2 separate regions of the Zea mays genome follow, and region 1 is linked to region 2. The links are chromatin contacts, called in public Hi-C maps. All regions are on one chromosome and are shown on one strand. The core of a region is the stretch at or near the end of the contact, and the rest is flanking DNA. Distances in the headings are between cores, read along the strand shown.

Evidence for each region. Hi-C and Micro-C count contacts between places; a contact is called where the count stands out from the background.
Region 1: a contact with region 2 is called in a Hi-C map of leaf, with 2.8 times the contacts expected there. The contact joins the enhancer-like site here to the promoter of LOC100281977 in region 2. A contact is called at or near these places in 3 of 25 Hi-C or Micro-C datasets (all in leaf).

Annotation. Positions count from the first base shown.
Region 1 is chr5:224,186,714-224,190,337 of Zm-B73-REFERENCE-NAM-5.0, reverse strand. LOC100384689 (Actin-related protein 2/3 complex subunit 1A) reads left to right here. Exons shown (of 16, transcript NR_159488.1): 13 at 150-256; 14 at 350-408; 15 at 488-669; 16 at 1,536-1,773. Among protein-coding and RNA genes, the nearest start is that of LOC100384689, 6.4 kb to the left of the region's middle. Within about 2 kb of position 1,652, at least 17 of the 20 cell types and tissues checked have an H3K27ac peak or open chromatin away from gene starts, as enhancers often do. A contact at or near this core is called in leaf, where this site is marked.
Region 2 is chr5:224,049,079-224,052,556 of Zm-B73-REFERENCE-NAM-5.0, reverse strand. It overlaps LOC100281977, which reads right to left and starts at 1,418. Exons shown (of 4, transcript NM_001154894.2): 1 at 1,278-1,418; 2 at 928-1,081; 3 at 41-127. The coding sequence starts at 1,080. LOC103627892 (Phosphatidylinositol N-acetyglucosaminlytransferase subunit P-related) reads right to left here. Exons shown (of 7, transcript XM_020538745.3): 7 at 2,379-2,915.

The sequences.
Region 1 (3,624 bases), core at 403-2,902, 140 kb before region 2:
TATTCCGCGGTGTTTGACCAATTTATTTTGATGCCAAACTGATCTAATGCTGCTGAAGTTCTGATCACTGAGAAGCTTTGTGATTGAGTTGAACTCACCAAGTCAACATCAGGCATGAACTAATAATACCGGGGGGAACAACATTTCAGCTCTCTGAAGCCCTTGGAAAGCTATATGGACAATCAAAGCAGGGGGCTAGTAGCGACACTGTTGAACCATCGAAAGCTCGTGGTGGGGCCCATGAGAATTGCATAACGTAACCTCTTTAGCTCCTTATCTCTATTTCCGTACTTCCAGTGATGTACTTTCATCTCCTAAAGACTAATTAATAATTTCTTCGTATCGTCAGGTGTATTGTACCCTTGAGAAAAGGAAGCGATGGTACTATCAAACGATTCAGCACGTCAGGTTTATAGCTGAGCGTTCCAATTGCTTCCAGCTCTATTGTTCGAACATGTTTTGACACTCCTTGCCACGCGGCTTACAGGATTGGATGGTAAGGTCGTGGTATGGGATTTGGAAAACCACGTCAGCATTGCAAAATAGCTCGAGGGAAGGCTTTCGTTAACAATCAAATCGAGGGGGCTTCTGTCATTACCCATCGTGCTCAGGGGACCACCATTCGTGGCAGCGGGGTCCTGCAGGTTTTCAAGATCCAGGGCCAGCCAGGTAGATTTTTTTTGGGTGCCTGTACACAGAAACATTGCCTTAGCGTAGGGAGAACTTGCATCTATCAAGTAGATTCAATTTTTGGCGAGTAATTGTCCTTTGAATTGAGTCCATACGTATTGTGTATCCTTGCTCCCAAACAAACCCGTACCGTATAGTTTTTAGCTAGGTAGGTAGGCAATTGACGTCATCTCTTATTTCTGGCGCCATGTGTAAAATAACCACACACGGAATTCATCCGCGGATGCTGCATCTCCAACAATGAGACTTAAAATAGTGGCCCAAAAATTAAAATAAGATATTGATGAAGCCGTTTGTTTTTTATTTTTGAATTTGAGCCCTATATTTTAAGTTAGGTCGCTGATTTAAGGTACTGTTTAGATGCTCTTAGGTCCGGTTGGGACCTGTGAGGGATCGAGGGAAGTCCGTCAAAATTCTCCACCCTCCTCTGACCCTTCATAATCCCCTCCAAACCTCTAATTTCTAAGGTGTAGGTTTAGACTGTGTTCAAGCGTATGATTGTGTAAAATATTGTTTTACATGGTATATAGTATTATTTGTAGATTGAAGTTTAAAATAAAAGGTGAGATAAGACTATTCTCAATGCACTGTTTTCATTGCTGTCACATTAGATTTAAACTAGGTAACTAGAGTTTCGGTCACATGAAACTCTACCATCTCCTATAAAACTTTCTATATTTTTCAATGAACTGCAATGCCATGTTACCAAATGTGATGATGTGTTACCGTATTAAATAATTATGAAACTTTCATCGAGAATTGACTAAGAAATGAGATAGGAGAGTTGATGGAGATAGGTGTTGGGACTTATGGACGCCTCGTTTCTTCTGCCGGTTCTTTTGCAGGATCGAAAAACTCGCCTGATGGTTGAATTGTGTGACCGCGGACCACCATGTGTAATCCAACAGTAGAATAGGATGGTTCCATGAAAGCAGGCCCTGCTGATATGTGGCCTGTGGGGAGTGGGGACCTGCTCTATTGGTGGATCCCCATACGCTAATCTTTGCTTTGCCCCTGTTCAGGGACATCCCACCGGGTCGGTCAGTTTTGGCAGCATGTGCATGAGCTTCTGGTTTTATTACTAGCTGTATGCTCGCTTTGCTTTTGTTCTCGAGGGCTAGTTCGGAAACTCTATTTATTTAAGAGATTTATATTTTTCTAAAAAAAAATTATTAGAAAAATAGAAATCTCTTGTGAAAATGGGATTCTTAAACTAGCTCTGAAATTTAAACCCCTTTCGGGATTGAAGGGGATTAGAGAGGGAATTAGTTTATTTCCACTTTAATCCTCACCCTGAAGGAGATTCGAAGTTCCCAAAGTAGGCCTAATAGTGAGCAAATCTAGCGGCTGCCGTGCAGATCACGTTATGCTGTTTCTTCTTCACCCAACATGCGGGGCTGTGGTTGTTCAACAAATGTCATCACCTCAGCCCGAATCTGTTGGTTCCATGGTTGTTTAGATCATAGTGCTGTGCATACTTGCTGGATCAACTAGGCATGTCTCATTAAGGGATTGCTTGGATCAACTAGACATGGTGTATTTAGGTTATGTTTGGGAGGCTTCACTTCAAAAATTTCAGGTCCATTTTAGCTTGTTCTATCCAAATAGGTCGAACTCTAGCTTTTTAAAAAAATTGAAATTAGAGTTCAGTTTCATAGAATTTTTGAAGCTCTTCAAAGTGTACGAAAATTATCCACCATGCTATTGGTTATCATAATGCACTAATCATCAAAGGTAATTAAAGAAACACAAATTAATTGTATTACAGAAGTTGGAGTCCATGTGTAAGCTAAACATTCCTCCCACTTGAACAATATGTTTGAGTTGTTTTATGTTGAAGCTACAAAATCGAAGCTATAATTTTTGACAGAAGCCATCCCAAACATGACCTTAGTACTAGTAGTTAGGTTGGTTCCAACGTGAGAAGATAATTACCGGTGACGCGGCCGAGCCAACAGATTGGTCTAGCTCTAATGTTGGTTGGTCAATGGACCTGTTTATAATTGAGGGGATTATAATTGAGGGGACTGTTTGGGTTCATTTTACCACTTCGATTTTACCCTTCTATCCTTACACACCATCGAACCACTGTCATAATGTCTTCCTCGGGCTTCGACGTTGGGATGATCGAACACGAGGTGCTAGATATGTTACATCAAACTATGATGGACACGTTGCTGAAACCTGTCTCTGGATCTTCAATGAGAGGGAGGTGAAGGACGTGGCAGCGGAGCTACATCAACTGGCGTGAGCCATCCACATCCGATTGATGCAAGACTACTTAAACGACCCATATGTCTATCGTTCGCTCTACTTTCGTCGAAGGTACCATATGCAGAGAAGCCTCTTCAAATTTTAGAGGGATTGGATGAGCATTCCCCCTACTTCAATCATAGAACTGATACACTCAACCACAACAGTTTTCCCCCCACCAAAAATGCATCGATGTCCTCCACATGCTCTCTTATGGTAGCATTGCTGACTTTATTTACAAGTATATCAAAATAGGAAAAAAAAGTTGGCCATAGGGTGTCTCAAATATTTCTTTAGTGGGGTGTGATTTCATGTTTTCGTGAAGAGTATTGTCGTCGTCCCACCGTTGATGATCTTAGGCGAGTTTTAGCTAAGGGAGAGGAGGGGATTTTCGGGCACGATGGAGAGTATAGATTGCATGCATTGAAAGTAGAGGAAGTCTTCCGTTGAATGGAAAGGGCCCTTTACAAGGGGGAAATTAGATCCCCAACCATCATGCTTGCCTAGCATGACTTACAGATTTGGCATGTTGTTGGGGTTAGCGGGGTTGAACAACAATGTCAACATGCACAACCAATCATTGTTGGCCACTGCTATGCTCAAAAGAGAGTGAATGGATGTGAGTACAACCAAGGGTATTACATCGCCGATGGTATCTACCTCAATGGCAGGTGTGTGTTT
Region 2 (3,478 bases), core at 169-2,668:
GAACATTTAAGGAAACGGAAACGGAACTTTTATGCCATACCAGTGTTGCTTTCAAGTCAGCCAGTGCAGTTTCAAGTCGTTTGTGGCAGTCTGGGACCATCATCCTTGACTCAGCCAAAACATTCTCCTGCGGAGATGAAGTTACAAGTTTCGACAGACCCGTCAGTTCTGAGATCAGATGATCAGGCAATTTGAACAATGACCTTTTCACAATCACGTTTACATGAAGAACACATATGTGGCTTCATGTAGTATGACAAATACAACACATCTGAGAAACGGGAAGTCAGTTTAATTATTGAACACAGAAAGATGAACTATGACGAGCTTACCTTATAAGTTCAAAGTGTCAAAGACCAAAAGAAAACATCAACGTCAGTCAATTACTCCTATGATTATAGCATCAAGAGATTATATGCTCATATGCTTTCGTCAAAATAGTTGACAGTACATTGTTACAATCAAATGGAATCTCCTGTCACGGAAAGGCTAAACTGAACCGATTATGGCATGGCAATCCGGAAGTATTAACCTAACTAGCTGCAGACTGAAAGGCCACCGAGCAATGCTAAGGACTGCCACAAATATATCAGATCACAACCAGTGGGAGCAACGCAACACACTAGGATCTTAGGTGCTGTTTGGTTCAAAAAATGTAACGTAAATGGTAATGGTAATGGTTTCGGCTCGATTACTGGCGGTAACAAATTTGAATAGGCTGGTATCAAATTTTAGTGTGGTATCTGATTACAGTTGGACTAAAACAAACATGATTTAACGTTATCCGTTACCTATTACATTACAAATATATAAACCAAACGGCACCTTAGTATGCTTTGCAATCACTAGGGCAGAGTGGGTGAGTTCAGTAACAGAAAAAAAGTAGTGATAGAAGAATGCTCTGAGAATCAAAGGACCTGTCAGCACCTGCTGTTTGAGGTCGTAGGGATCGGCGCCCTTCTCCTTCATGTCGGCGGTCTTGGCAGCCTCCTTCTCCACCTCCTTCTCGTACGAGCGCAGCTCCTTCACGATCCTCTTGCACGTCGACGTCTTGATCTTGAGGTTCCTGAGCGTCGTCATCCTGGAATGGAATGCAGGAGGCAGCGGCGGATCCAACAAAGGATATAAAGAACGAAATTAGCAGGGACGATACGTGCAGACACTTGCGCTTGTGATTGGATCAGATCCGGATATAGATAGCCAAATACAGTAGCTTGAATTAGGGTTCGGGGTCAAGTGCTCAGTTTCGCAGAGAAGGAAGGGGATGGGGGGCGTACCTGCCGTAGTGGGCGCTCGTCGTCGCCGGCCAAGGGTGAGTAGGGAAGCGGCGGCGGTCGCCTGGCACCGTGGATGCGGAAAACGGCCGAATCGAGCGTGGATGCCAGGTGAACGGGAGAAACGAAAAACAGCAAACAGCACAGGGCTATTGGGCCGAATTCTTGCTGGATTGGTTTGGTAAGAAGAGCGGCCCATGAAACTGGTTCATTATGTGTCGGTTGCCCCGTGTGAGAATATATCGAGCGCACATGAAACTTTAGTGCATACGAACTAAAAAGTTAATAAAAATTTCATATATATTCTCTCTATCTTGCTCTAATTATATATAAAATTTAAATTAGTTGTACTTTAGCTATAATAAAAATATTTTTTTGATAAGTTTAAATTAGAAAATTTATACATTATTAGTACTGTCCATGGTGTGTGCACTGATGTTGACATGTTGTCATGCTGGTGGTCCTCTAATTTCTGGATGTGCCTGCATGTTGGACCATGCGGCGTCCCATCTGCTGGTTCGTGTTCCAATTTGTAAGACTATTCTGTCATAAAATAAATATACTGTATTATTAAGCTATATTTTGCGAGAAGTATAATTATTTTCTGTAATAACGCAGTTTAGATTTGAAATAGTTTAACATGGAAACGCTCTAGAAGTCGAGTTTGATTCAGAGAGAGCACTACTGACATAAAGTTGCTATTTTTTTGCTAGGTGAATAGCCTGATGATATACTTTTTCTTTATTGTTTTCTCGCTGAAGAATGCAACGGACATACTCTCTCCGTTCTTTATTAGTTATCGTTATATAAATAAAACATGTCTTAAATCTGACTAGATTTTTAAAAGATTATTCATAGCTCTAAATAAGTTTGTTATAGAAACAAATTTCTGAATCATTATTGCTGGGGTAGACGACCAACAACAACAAAAAAACCTGAATCATTATTTTACTTCTATAAATATTTTTTCCTAAAAATAAAAATTGTAACTATTTTAAATAGTAGTTTAGCAGTGGCCCACCCCTCCTGCCATGGCAGTAGCTTGCTTTGAGGAGGATCGAGGACCCTTTTACTTGGTCAAATTAGTTAACGTTGCATGCCAGATCAAACAAGCAATCACCAGATCAAATTAGTTAATGTACGCATTCATGCTTCAAGGATCGGTGAGAAAGCACGCATCCGCCGTAGAAGGTGGCAGTGGCATGGCAGCCCCAATTCAAAACTGTCAGCCAGTCACTGTACAGGGATCTGAACGAGAAGAACCAACAACACACAGCCAACTACAGGACAGGGTAGCAGTACCACTACCAAGAGCAAAACGTGCAAGCGGTTCATGGCAATCATTCATCCATTCGTCAGATCATTCCGCAGAAGACCTACAGCAAATTGGCGGCTGCTCGAACGTTCACTTGGTTTTAATCCATACCGACTTATACTGCTTCTAGCCTTCAGTCTTTAAGACGGGCTTCCATACTTCCATGGCAATGGCCAAGCACTGCACTACAAAACACCCAGCAAACGGCAGCAGCAAGAGACACTGCAAAGCAAAGGCAGGCGGACCAAGGATGAAGAAGAGCACGCATGCATCTTTCTCAGCACTCCTCGTTTACATCTGTACCCTTCTTTTCCTTCTTCTGAGAACTGAGGAGAGAAAAAAAATGCTAGCTGATGGTATGCAATGCCAAGCGAAAAGGCACAATAGATACAAGAGTAAAGCCTGAAGCAAAGCAGAGAGGAGTCACAACCATTTCTTTCTTTACCCTGCTGTCACCCACACAGTCAGTTCAGTCCCCCGTGCTCGCAACAACTACAGCTACCGTTGAATTGTTTAACTGGAGAGGCAAGAGGGCCCCTAGCTAGAGAACAAGAGAGCCGAGACCCACTGCTGTGTTTTCTTCAGACATCAGACCACAAACAGTGGCAACTTGCGAGGAGCGAGAGAAATCACACTGCTAGAGTTGCAGATGCTCCAGGGAAATTCACATGCTCCCCTGAAAAGGTGAACAAAAGATGAACAGGGCTAGCTAACCCGGTCCTTGGCCACCACCTGCATCTGCATGCTGGCGCTCCTCCAGGTCCCCAGTGACCTGCAGCAGCTGTGCACCGTCTCCACTGCCTGGCATGCGGGCCCACGTGGCACGCCCACATGGCAATGGCAGCCAAGCCCACAGGAACCCTAATAATCCAACCAGGCAGCAACAGCA